4 separate regions of the Mus musculus genome follow, and regions 2, 3 and 4 are each linked to region 1. The links are chromatin contacts, called in public HiChIP or PLAC-seq maps. All regions are on one chromosome and are shown on one strand. The core of a region is the stretch at or near the end of the contact, and the rest is flanking DNA. Distances in the headings are between cores, read along the strand shown. Region 1 holds the start of Tprkb (Tp53rk binding protein). Region 2 holds the start of Mxd1 (MAX dimerization protein 1). Region 3 holds the start of 1600020E01Rik (RIKEN cDNA 1600020E01 gene). Region 4 holds the start of 2310040G24Rik (RIKEN cDNA 2310040G24 gene).

Region 1 (2,757 bases), core at 69-2,568:
TGTCAAATGTTTTCTCAGCATCAAATAAAATGATCATGTGATTTTTTTCTTTGAAAAAAAAAAAAAAAAAGAGTCATGTTGACATTTAGTTCCCGATGTGTGATATTAAACGGTGAGGCCAAGTATGGAATTAAGAAGGTGGCTAGGACTTTGTACTAAGAGATAAAAATAAAAAATAATTAATCCGCTCATATCACTATAAAGTTAATAGTTTACCTCAGGGGCAATTGGGGCCTTTGAACTCAAAATTTTGTTTTTTGGGTTTTGTTTTGCTCTGCCTTCCAAGTGCTGGGATTAAAGGTGTGTGCCACCGCTGCCCAGGTCAAAATTTTGTTAATCCAGTTATATGATTATCAAATAAAGGCTTCTATCTCCAAAGCGATTCTATTACAAATGAAGTTTGCCTAGCCTCCTAACCTGCTCCCTGGCTTGAGGCAGACGCTGGCAGATCTCTGAGTTTAAGGCCAGCCTGGTCTACAGTATGAGTTCAGGACATCCAGGGCTACACAGAGAAACCCTGTCTAGGAAAACACAACAAAACACCTCACCCACCATGAGGTACTGTGGTATTAGCAACAGGAGGTGGTCTAAGGCTTCTCACGTCCAGTGTCCACGTTCTGACTCTATATCCACATCTCTCCTGACTCATCCTTGTCACAAGCACTGCCATCACCTCTTATCAATAACACCTTAACAGCGTCCTCATCCGGGCCCTGTCACCAGTAATGCAATTCTAGCCTATCCCAATGGTCACGGGGTCCTTCAGGAGGAAGTCAGGCTGAAGCTAAAGCACTAACTATGTCACTGGGACCAGCATGTAGTCTGGACCCTGCCTGACTCCTCTCCAACCCGGATGGCATGGCCTGCCCTCGGCTTAGGCTGGTCAGGCTTTCCAACAGGGCGTCCCTACTACCCTCAGGGCTTCTTGCCTGGGTCCCTCCTGCCAAGGCCGCTCGCTGGCCCGGGTAAAGCCTGGGGTGGAGGCGACTCCGCTCTCCGCCGCGCCTCCCTCCCAGCGCTGGGCCTGGCTGTGGCTGTGCGGTCCGCACGCGGCTCCTCCAGCCTCAGCCTCGGGCATCGCCTGCAGGGGGCGCCCCGGCGCGCGCAGCCGAGCGGCCTTCCGTCCCGAGCCGCGCTCCTGAGACCATGTCGCTCTCCACCGGGGCTCGCGACAAACACGGGCAAAGGCACGCGTACTTCGCCCGCAAAACTGTCCGCAGGGAAAGAGCAACAGGGCGGAACTCACCCTGCATCCTACGCCCGCATCAGAAGATCGTCCCCTAGGAAACTTAGCTCTCTACTTCCGGAAGTGCTTAATGTTTGATAGGTGGGCGGGCGCCGAGGCGCCCAGTTTCCGGTGGGCGTGCTCCTGGCTCTAAAATGGAAGTGGAGCGGACTCCTAGTACCGCTAGAAGCTGCTGGCGGAGGACAAGGAGAACTAACTCTAATTTGTCCCGGCTTCGGAGGTGGAAAAGCCCCCACTGGTCGGGCCTAGAAGCTGAGGTATGGTGTTGTCAGCCCTGTTCTTAGCCTGTGTTGAACACTCTTTTCCTGTGAAAAAGAAAAATATTCACCAGGATGGGAGTCACAATTTATCAGAGCTTTCCAGACTCAGTTTACCGAGTATGCTCTTGGGTGGAAACGGGGATCTGGCGTGGTTGTGGCTTACATTGAAGGAGCGCTTCCGGTGCTTGGAGATCTAGAGACAAGTGGACTTTCACAGCTGTGACAGAGGAAAGAGGCAAATTTCTTGAGCAGACCAGAGGACGCGACGCTGGGATCAAGTCCCCAGAAGCCATCCGCCTCAGGGAATTATACAAGACCAGGGTACTGCTCACGGGGAAGGGTGGCCACCAAGATAGTGAGTCCGGATTTTAGTCCTTGCTACCTGTCAAGAGAACCCAATGAATAAAGAGCTTGAATCTTAAAATTAGTTTATCCAGAGAGAACCTGCAGTCTGAAATAGTAGGTTAATTACCCTACAGACATGCATTCCCTGCCATCTTCACCCAGCAGAATATATAAGGAGGAGATAGGGCCATAGGCAAAGACAGCCAATAATCCTGGAGCTCCGTTTTGTTTTGCCTCTCTGGCCAGATGGTCAACATGAGGACACTTCTCATATGATGTTTGCTTCTTACTTTCTTGGCTTTCTCCTCGTCTGCAGGTGTTTGGACACAGGCACATTGGAACTCAGAATCTAATTAATTTCTACTGATAATCGACCTTACACCCCTACAGAGATACCTGGGAGGTTAATTCAAAACAAATGAGAGGGTGTCCGTTTCGTTTCCTTTCCTCAGTGTGAAGTACAAGTGTGTCTTCATAATCCAGAATATGAAAGTGTCCCTATCTGTCCCCAATCATTCTTCACTATCAGTAGCAACTCTGAGATCTGTGTCATATGAAAGATGACATCCTGACACCGTGCACCTGGTTGGTTGTCGGAATGACTTCTTTTCTTGTAAGAGAATTCTCTGGCACAAAAAGATGTACATCAGAACATACCATATGTAGCAGGAGCAGCTGTGTCTTGGAGTGAGAATTTCTGAAATATGCTTTGTTCTGAAACAGATATAGACAATAAAGGTCTGAACCAAAGTTAGAAGACAGTGTCAGGTAGCCACATATAAAACCATTTCTCTGTAACTTCTCAGCTTTCCTTTTGGAAAGTCCACCACAGTGAGTCCAGTCTCACTCACCAGGGCTAGACTGCCCTGCACTTATAGCCTTTCTGTTTCAGCTTCCCCAGTGCTG
Region 2 (2,757 bases), core at 116-2,615, 750 kb before region 1:
AATTTTAAAATATTCCAAGTGGTTCTTTTCCACATTCTCATTTCCAAGTTCCATGTCCTCATGAAAAACTGCCTTCAGTGTGTGTGTCAGCATAGAGCCCTTGATTGGATCCTTGAACATACCAGGAACATGGCCTCTCCATCGCACCCAAATCTGTTGTGTGTAATGGCGGTTTGAATTTAGTTCTGTGGCTGTCTGCAGTTCTGGATACCTGCCATTTTGTTGTTGTTATTGTTGTTGGGATCGTTTTGTTTTGTTTCGTCTTGTTTTTGTATAACTATAAGTCAGAGGATTGCCTGGGCAGTTGTGGATGAGATTACAGGGGTTCAGGTCTTTCTCCAAGCCAAGGGGAAACAGGAACGTTATTTGTCTCTGAGCCTCTTTCTTCATGTGCAAATGTAACTAAGGATGACAACCCTCACAGGTTGTCCTGAGGGATGGGAACCCTCTAGGTGGATTACCTGACATATGCATACAGAGAAAGCTAAAACTGTATACTGACAACACTCATACGTTTCATTTTAAACTCCCCTGCTCATTTCAGTTTTCAGACTTCTTACCCATTAGCTTTATTCCTGCCATTTAAATTGAATATGTTGACATTACACTGTAAGTCTCGAATAAGCTCTCATTTCAAAAGTCGCGATGCTCAAGGACCTGTGTTTACAAAGTGAGCTTTCCTGTGGGTGCTGGTGGCCTTGGGGAGAGGCCTGCTCTGAAGTGTTTTCCTCTGGGATGGAAGGGATGGCCTCGGGTTCAGCCTTACTCTATGCACCAGGTCACTCGGTGCGAGTGTGGTATACGGGAGCCGGCTGTTTTCCCCCAACCCCTGGGGTGGGAGCTAGGTGCCACCATCTGCTGAGGTCCCCAGCTAGGCCTGAAGTTCTCCCCGGAGACAGTGGGCAACAGGTCGGCGGCCAGTGGGCGGGGACCCGCCCTGCCCTCCTGCCTTGTAGCCAATCAGCAGCACGGGAGTGGGCCGCTGCTTGGGCAGAGAGGTGACGTCATCGTAGCCGGGAGGTTTCCGAGGATTAGGCCAATGAGGCGCGGGCGCAGCGGCATTCCCTATACTGTACTTGCCCAATACCCGGAGAGCCCAAGGGGGCCCGGCTATCGGCGTAGAGCCAATGGGAGGCAGGCTGAAGCACGAGGCGGAGTTGCGAGTCCTGCAGCCAATGGGGCGTGGGGGGCGGAGCCCGGGCCTTGTCAAGCCCGGCCAACCGGCGGGGGAAGCGGGCTTCTGGGGCGGGGCCGCGGGCACTTCCCCAATCGCGGAGGGCCGGGGGCGGGCCGGGCCGCGGGCGGCCCAATGAGGCACGCCGCCGCCGCGGGCCTGTCAAGGGACGGGGCCGGGGGCGGGCGGCGGCGAGTCGGGATAAACACTCGGCGGTGGCGGCTGGGCTCCTGTCTCCGTGCTGTCCCATCGCTGCCCCTCCTGGCTGGCCAGCGCGGCGGCTCCTCGGTGTTCCCGGCCGGTGGCCCGCGGGCACGGAGAGGCGGCCCGCCGGGTGCAGGATGGCGACAGCCGTCGGGATGAACATCCAGCTGCTGCTGGAGGCGGCCGACTACCTGGAGCGGCGGGAGAGAGGTGCACGGCGGGCTGCGGGCCGGGCGGGCGGCCGCTGGGGTGGTTGGGGCGCGGGCCGGCCGCGAGCGCCAACCCCCGAGCCCGCGCCCCAAAGCCGAGCGCGGGGGGCGGCGAGCAGCTGGAACCTTCCACACCTGCTCCGAACCGAGGGCGTCCACGCCAGGAAAGAGCAGGCATTGTTCTCAGAATTCCGCCTGCCTGCTCCCGCCCGGTGTCCCGGACTCCGACAGACAGACGGACGCGGGGACAGGGTGTCAGTTGCTCTGGGCCCACTTATTAACGGGACCCCTCGGTTTTTTAGAAGCTGAACATGGGTATGCCTCCATGCTGCCATACAGCAAGGACAGAGATGCCTTCAAACGGAGGAACAAGCCCAAGAAGAACAGCACCAGTAGCAGGTAACTGTTCAATGTTCCCCTTCTCTGTAGCTAAAATGACCAAGGCTGATTGTTAGTTGACTTACAGGATTCTAGCCCTACAGATACATTGAGGGTTCAGTAATGTGTTCATGGTGCCAAGCAGTCCTTCTTTTTAAGTTGAGGAAACAGAGGAGAAAAATAGGAATGTCTAACATTTCAGTGTGACTTTTTAAAGCAAGATTAATTCTGCTTTTTACCGTCTGAACAAAGCAAAGCTCTGTGGCTGCTCCAGGCAGGTCTGGCAGCAGGGTTACTGTGTTTGCCTGCTTTACAAGCAAGAGTTTCCTTTAATTCAAAATGTGGCATGGTATCAGTTGATTTTGCTTGTTAATAGAGATTTTATAAATGAAGTATCTGGCCTGACACAGGTGGTAGAAATTTATATTTAATGTGTACATTAAATGCAGTAGTTTGCCTGGTAACCCAATTGTGACCTCTCTTCCTGGTGGCTGAGCAGAGTGATTGAGGGTAGAACCCACTTCTGTGAGAAGATGCATGCTACACTAAGATGTCAGCAAGTTGCAGCCTTTTCCTGTTAGCCTCAGAGATTACCTCATAGCCCTCAAAAGCTGTGAATTTCACCAGTGTTTAGTTAATGGCTGGGAACTCACAGTCCCTGATCCACAATAACATTTCATCTTTGTTACTGTCCCTATGTCCCCCTCCTTGCTCTTAAAATACTAGTTGTAGCTGGGCATGATGGTGCACATCTTTAATCCCAACTCTCAGGAGCACTCAGGCAGGTGGATC
Region 3 (2,757 bases), core at 180-2,679, 610 kb before region 1:
CTAATATTCCTCCATGCTCTGTCAATATTTAAAGAGAAATAGATGATTGGAACCAGGTAAAGTAACTTATTTTATCTGCTTAAAGGACTGGGATGGAGAAACCAGAAATCCATCCACAAGCAACTGAGGAAAGCAAGTCTCTAGGGAACTGCTCGCTTGCTCCCTTGGAGCCAGGTGGAGGGAAATGGGCCTCAGATGAGGCCAGATGAACAGATACTGAACTTTTGGGCAAGCCTGAATCACATCCTCTTCCTGTCCTCATCCAGAGGCTTTGTAAAATAATATTTGAGCCTAAACAAATGTCACTAACACCAGGAATAAGTGAAGGCACGGAACATACAAACAGGTGCGGGGCGGGGGGGGGGGGGGGGGGGGGGGGGGTTCTGAGTGGCTCCTTTAGAAATGACAAGTTCACACAAGTCAGTTCTTTTCTTTCTCTTTTTTTTTTTGAAACAGGGTATCACTTTGTAGCCCCAGCTGGCCTCAAATTCTCAAAGATCTACCTGTTTCTGTTTCCCCAGTGATGGGATTAAAGGTGTTTCCTACCATGCCCTCAACATGCCAGTGGTGGCACATCCTGTCATTCCAGTGTTTGTGAAGTGAGACAGGAGGATCCAGAGCTCAGTGCCTCTGCACTGAAAAAAAAAAACCACACACACAAAACTGTGGCGTAGTGGTAGACAGCTTGGCTAAAAAGTTAGAGATCCTATGTCTGATAACCAGCTCAGCAAAATTAAATTCTAAAACTCTGATTCAAATAAAAAAATCTGCAAAAGGTGCTCACCAGTAGAGAAATCAGAAGATATAGGTTCCATCCTGTGTAACCTTGGGTCATTCACTTCATTCATCTCTCTGGGATTGTCTTGCTCTGTTGGGGAAAAGAAAGAGAAATAAATACCCACTTCATGGAATTTTCAATTAAAAAAAATATATATTGCATGGGATAAAATGTTTAGAATGGAATCTGCTGTGGCACACCCACACCCACAATCTGTTCCTCTTGACTGTAAAGGTGGAAAAGTGGACATAACTGTGAACTTTAGGATCACTGGACAGTTGAATAGTGAGACATTGCCATTCTATGGCTTATTAGGCATAACAATCTTAAATCAGTTACAGCACCACCTGTACAACATCTAGAAAAAAACTAGAAATTTTTTCTAGATGCTTGGGTACTTGGTTACATACTGTGCACACACGCGCGCACGCACACACACAGGCACACACCTGCCTGCCATTACTCAGTTTTTTAAAAATCCCGTGTCAGGCCTGCATTTTATTTATTCTCCTGCCCACCAAGGGAATTAACTTTCTTCCAAAAGCACCTCTTGCTGTTTCATCCTATGGGAAATTCTGAGACTGATGAAAGGCACATTCTAGAGCTTTCAGACCCGGCCCAATTTTTCGATGGCGACACGTGTCGCCATTTTGTTGGGAAACATGGCCGCCAGCCCTCCCCGCTCGGGGGTGGGGTGGCGGTGGGGTGAGGAACGCCACGCTGGTCCTTTCGGCCAAGTATTAAACAACACGTTCCTTCACACGACCTCCTCCAGGCTGACTATGGCGGCGGCACGAGGAGCCGGCAAAGAAAGCACAAGGCGCTCTCCAGCGTCTCGAGGGCCATTTCCCGGCGGGAGGCCTCGGTCAGGGCGACCTCCCAAGATGGCGGCGGCGCCCAGGCTTGGCCGCCTCCCGAAAGCGTGGTCCAGGCGGCGGGCGAGCCAGCGCGGACATGCGGGGGGCCATGCCGGCACGCCGTCAGTGCGCACCGCTCCTCTAAGGTCTCGGGAACTATCGTGGGACATAAAACACGAGGGCAGGAGGTAGCGCCTCCGAGGGCTTCCCTAACCGGAGCCGACCAAGTGCAAACAAAGCATTATGTAAGTGGACGCCATTCCAGCGGCCCCCGTTCCTAACGCCACTAGCCCGAGCGGCACTCGCCGGGGCGGGTGACTCTCGCTCGAGTCTCTCTGCGTCGCGGACGCAGCCGCCGGACGGAGGCCAAGGTGGGGGCTGGGACCAGGCGCCCGGACGCCGGGGACGAAGGGGCCCCACGTGCCCAGCAGAGCGCGTGCACAGCCGCCGGGCCGCGCCTCGCCTCGCCGCCCCTCCCCCCACGGAAGCCAACGCGGGCCGCTCGCGCCCCCCCTCGCTGCCGCGCATGCGCCCTGGTCCCCTCCCGCGCACGTTTTCGACCCGCGGCGGCCTAGCTCCCGCCTGCAGCGGCCTCCGCCGATGCCTGTATCGCTCCGCCATCGAATCCTTGGGCGGACCGGGAAACAATTATCTGTCCCCGGCACAAAACCAGTATATTTTCCCAGTCCCCTGCCGGAGCCGCTAGGGTTAACAAAACACGTGCTCCCTCTCAATCTCTGCCGGGTCCCCAGTTTTGCCCACGTTGTCCGTTTTCAACCCGACGGCGGTGCCACCGGGTTATTTTTCTCAAGGGTCGCGCGCGCTGGCGCAGTCTTGTGACCTAAAAAAGCCGGTCCTCTTTTTTTTCTCCTAGGGGTCCTGCGCGGAAAGCACTTCCGGGGTCAGAGGGTACGCGGGGTTGAAAGCGGGCTTCCCGCCCCGCCCAGACCGCCGAGGCTGCCGCCGGAGTCGCCACCGCCGCGCCCTCGCCCACCCGCCCGTCGACCGCTCCCGGTCCCGCTCGCCCCCGTCGCCGCCGCCGCCAGTCCTGCGACGCCGCCGCGGCCTCCCGCCCGCGCCCGCCCGCTCCTGCGGCCCCCCGCTCGCCTCGCGCCGGCAGTT
Region 4 (2,757 bases), core at 123-2,622, 570 kb before region 1:
ATTTTTAAAAAGAATTTATTTATCTTATTTATATGAGTATACTGTAGCCTTCTTCAGACACACACCAGAAGAGGGCACCAGATCCCCATTATAGATGATTGTGAGCCACCATGTGGTTGCTGGGAATTGAACTCAGGACCTCTGGAAGAGCAGGTGGTGCTCTCAACCTCTGAGCCATCTCTTCAGCCCCTTATTTTGTCTATTTATTTTGTTTTTTTAAGACAGGGTTTCTCTGTATAGTCCTGGGTATCCTGGAACTCACTCTGTCAACCAGGCTGGTCTTGAACTCAGAGCTCTGCCTCTCTGCCTTGTGACTGACAGGAGAGTGCTGGGGTTAAAGTCCTATGCCTCCTTGTCCCTCTGTTTTGTTTTAGTTTCTTATTTAAATTTATTTATTTAATTATTTATTTGGTTTTTCTAGACAGAGTTTCTCTGTATATCCCTGGCTGTCCTGGAACTCACTTTGTAGACCAGGCTGGCCTCAAACTCAGAAATCCGCCTGCCTCTGCTTCCCAAGTGCTGGGATTAAAGGCATGCGCCACCATGCCCGGCCTAAAATTATTTATTTTTAAACTGGGGCATGTCTTTAACCCCAGCACTTGGGAGGCAGAGGCAGGCAGATCTCTGTGAGTTCCAGGACAGCCTGGTCTACAGAGTGAATTCCAGGTCAGCCAGGGCTAAACAGAGAAACCCTGTCTTGAAAAACCAAATCAAATCAAACTAAACCAAACTAAACCAAAACAAACAAACAAACAAACCCAACAACAGCAACCTCAGCAAACCCCAGCAAGATGAAAAAAAGGAAATAAAACAAAATGAAGGAGCTAGAGAGATGGCTCAGTGGTTAGGAACCATCCTCTGCTCTTCCAGAGGTCCTGAGTTCAATTCCCAACAACCACATGGTGGCTCACAACCGTCATCTGTAAAGTGATCAGATGTCCTCTCCTGGTGTAACTCAATACAGCTACAATGTACTGATATACAAATAATAATAATAATAAATAAATAATTCTTTTAAAAATATGAAGAACTCAGAAATGAAATATGGGGCAAGGCCCACATCCTATCCTAGGGCTCCAATGCTCTAGGCCAGAGCAATAAACGAAAGTCCACCTCCTGGAACCCAGGGGCTCTTCCTTGGATTGTTTGCTATTTGGGGACTGGCTCAACAACCAATGGTTTGATAAGAGGTGGATAGGGCATTGTGAGGGACAGTCAGGCTGGTGCTTTGACCTGGCAAGGTGACAAGTGAGTCCCACAGGATCCCTTAGTCAAGGTAGTTTGGCAGCAGAGCCTGCAGAGGACAGCCAGAGAGAGCAGGTGCCTTTGAGACGCTGCAGTCGCTGCCAAGCAAACTCTATCTTTTCTGCTGCCGTCCCTGGGGAGGGAAGCCAGTGGTTAGCAGACAGGACTTCTGTCTGTCCCTTTACATGGGCACACAGTAACCAAGCAATTACAAAGGATTGTTAAACTGTGCAGCAGATGGAAGAAGAGGAAGCTAAGGCAGCGTCTCTCCTTACTAAGAATAAAACTGGAAGCGTGAGAGAGGCTCAGCTAACCAAGTTTCTGCAAGAGGAGGCGTTCAGGGCCCAAGCAGGTCAGCACGTGGTCCAGGTTGGTGCTCCTGTAAGGAGAAAGTCGGGATGAGTGAGGCCAGAGCCTGCAGGGAGCCCGTCTGGCCAAGAATCACTATGGGGTGCTCTGGCTGCGGGTTGGCGGCAGGCATCTTGCAGGCCTGTGATGCAAGACCAGGAAACAAAGGGATTGGGACACCGGTGGCCTCCGTCCTCACTAAAGCTACTTGGTAAGAGCTAAGAGCAGAAGGCAGGGGGCAGAGTGCCCGCCTGCAAACTAAAGTAAACACCACAACTTCGTGTGGTGTGCCTGAGAAACTGGATGGTGTGTGAGCTATATCACTGTGTGATGTGCGCCTGCAGGCAGTGTTTGTGTGTGTACTCTGTTGTGGGGCCTCACGGAGGGTGTGCAGGCACTGCATGTTTGCCATGAGGCCCTCTTCGTGCTCACAGAGGGACAGTGGGGGCGGAGGAAGAGGGGTTCCCAACGCTCCCTGAGTAAACACGGTAGTACAAAGCCAGACCAGCACGCTCTGTGCAGTAAGTCTGGGACCTAGCAACTCCGCCTTAAGCAGACAAAGACGTTTGCGCCTGCGCTGTGCCCTCCCAGGCCCGCCCCAGCTCAGCAACCTCCTTTCCTCCATGCCCATTTGTTGCTCACTTCCCTTTTCTTGCTCTTGCCTCTACCTCCAGGAATTTGCCCAGTCAACATAGTGTGTGTAAGCAGGAGCTTGGATACTCGTCCTTGCTCAGGCGCGTCTTGCTTAGCCCAGTGTTTTATCTATGTTGTAACATTTGATAAGAGCATTCCTTAAAAAACAAACAAACAAACAAATATATAGTGGCAAACCTCCTGATGTGGGCACAGGCCAGAAATCCCAGCACTTGGGAAGTGGAGACAGGCAGATATAAAGTTTACATTTCTGCTCCAGAAGTTGAGGGCCAGATCCTTTCTTAAAAGGCAAAAAAGGGTGGTTGGTGAGATAGCTCAGGGGTTAAGAGCACTGACTGCTCTTCCGGAGGTTGTGAGTTTAAATCCCAGCAAGGACATGGTGGCTCACAACCACCCGTAATGAGATCTGAAGATAGCTACAGTGTACTTACATATAATAAATAAATAAAATCTTTTAAAAAAAAAGGTAAACAAAGTAAAAGGAAGGCTGAGGGATAAGAGAAGAGCCCT

Evidence for each region. HiChIP or PLAC-seq counts read pairs in DNA pulled down with a chosen protein or histone mark.
Region 2: an HNF4G HiChIP or PLAC-seq map of pancreatic cancer cells shows a contact between it and region 1. The contact joins the promoter of Mxd1 here to the promoter of Tprkb in region 1. A contact is called at or near these places in 1 of 39 promoter capture datasets (pre-B cells) and 2 of 115 datasets of contacts at active chromatin or transcription factors (astrocytes and pancreatic cancer cells).
Region 3: a contact with region 1 is called in an H3K27ac HiChIP or PLAC-seq map of extraembryonic endoderm stem cells. The contact joins the promoter of 1600020E01Rik here to the promoter of Tprkb in region 1. A contact is called at or near these places in 1 of 115 datasets of contacts at active chromatin or transcription factors (extraembryonic endoderm stem cells) and 1 of 9 other capture datasets (pancreatic islet).
Region 4: a contact with region 1 is called in a FOXA1 HiChIP or PLAC-seq map of pancreatic cancer cells. The contact joins the promoter of 2310040G24Rik here to the promoter of Tprkb in region 1. A contact is called at or near these places in 1 of 39 promoter capture datasets (pre-B cells) and 1 of 115 datasets of contacts at active chromatin or transcription factors (pancreatic cancer cells).

What each region holds. Positions count from the first base shown.
Region 1 is chr6:85,914,280-85,917,036 of GRCm38.p6, reverse strand. Tprkb (Tp53rk binding protein) reads right to left here and starts at 1,318. Exons shown (of 6, transcript NM_176842.3): 1 at 1,247-1,318. It overlaps Nat8f1 (N-acetyltransferase 8 (GCN5-related) family member 1), which reads left to right and starts at 1,405. Exons shown (of 2, transcript NM_023160.3): 1 at 1,405-1,503.
Region 2 is chr6:86,667,767-86,670,523 of GRCm38.p6, reverse strand. It overlaps Mxd1 (MAX dimerization protein 1), which reads left to right and starts at 1,365. Exons shown (of 6, transcript NM_010751.3): 1 at 1,365-1,588; 2 at 1,890-1,986. The coding sequence starts at 1,516.
Region 3 is chr6:86,526,002-86,528,758 of GRCm38.p6, reverse strand. 1600020E01Rik (RIKEN cDNA 1600020E01 gene) reads right to left here and starts at 1,429. Exons shown (of 5, transcript NR_037960.1): 1 at 1,326-1,429; 2 at 785-868. It overlaps Pcbp1 (poly(rC) binding protein 1), which reads left to right and starts at 2,570. Exons shown (of 1, transcript NM_011865.4): 1 at 2,570-2,757.
Region 4 is chr6:86,486,842-86,489,598 of GRCm38.p6, reverse strand. 2310040G24Rik (RIKEN cDNA 2310040G24 gene) reads left to right here and starts at 1,372. Exons shown (of 2, transcript NR_040293.1): 1 at 1,372-1,597.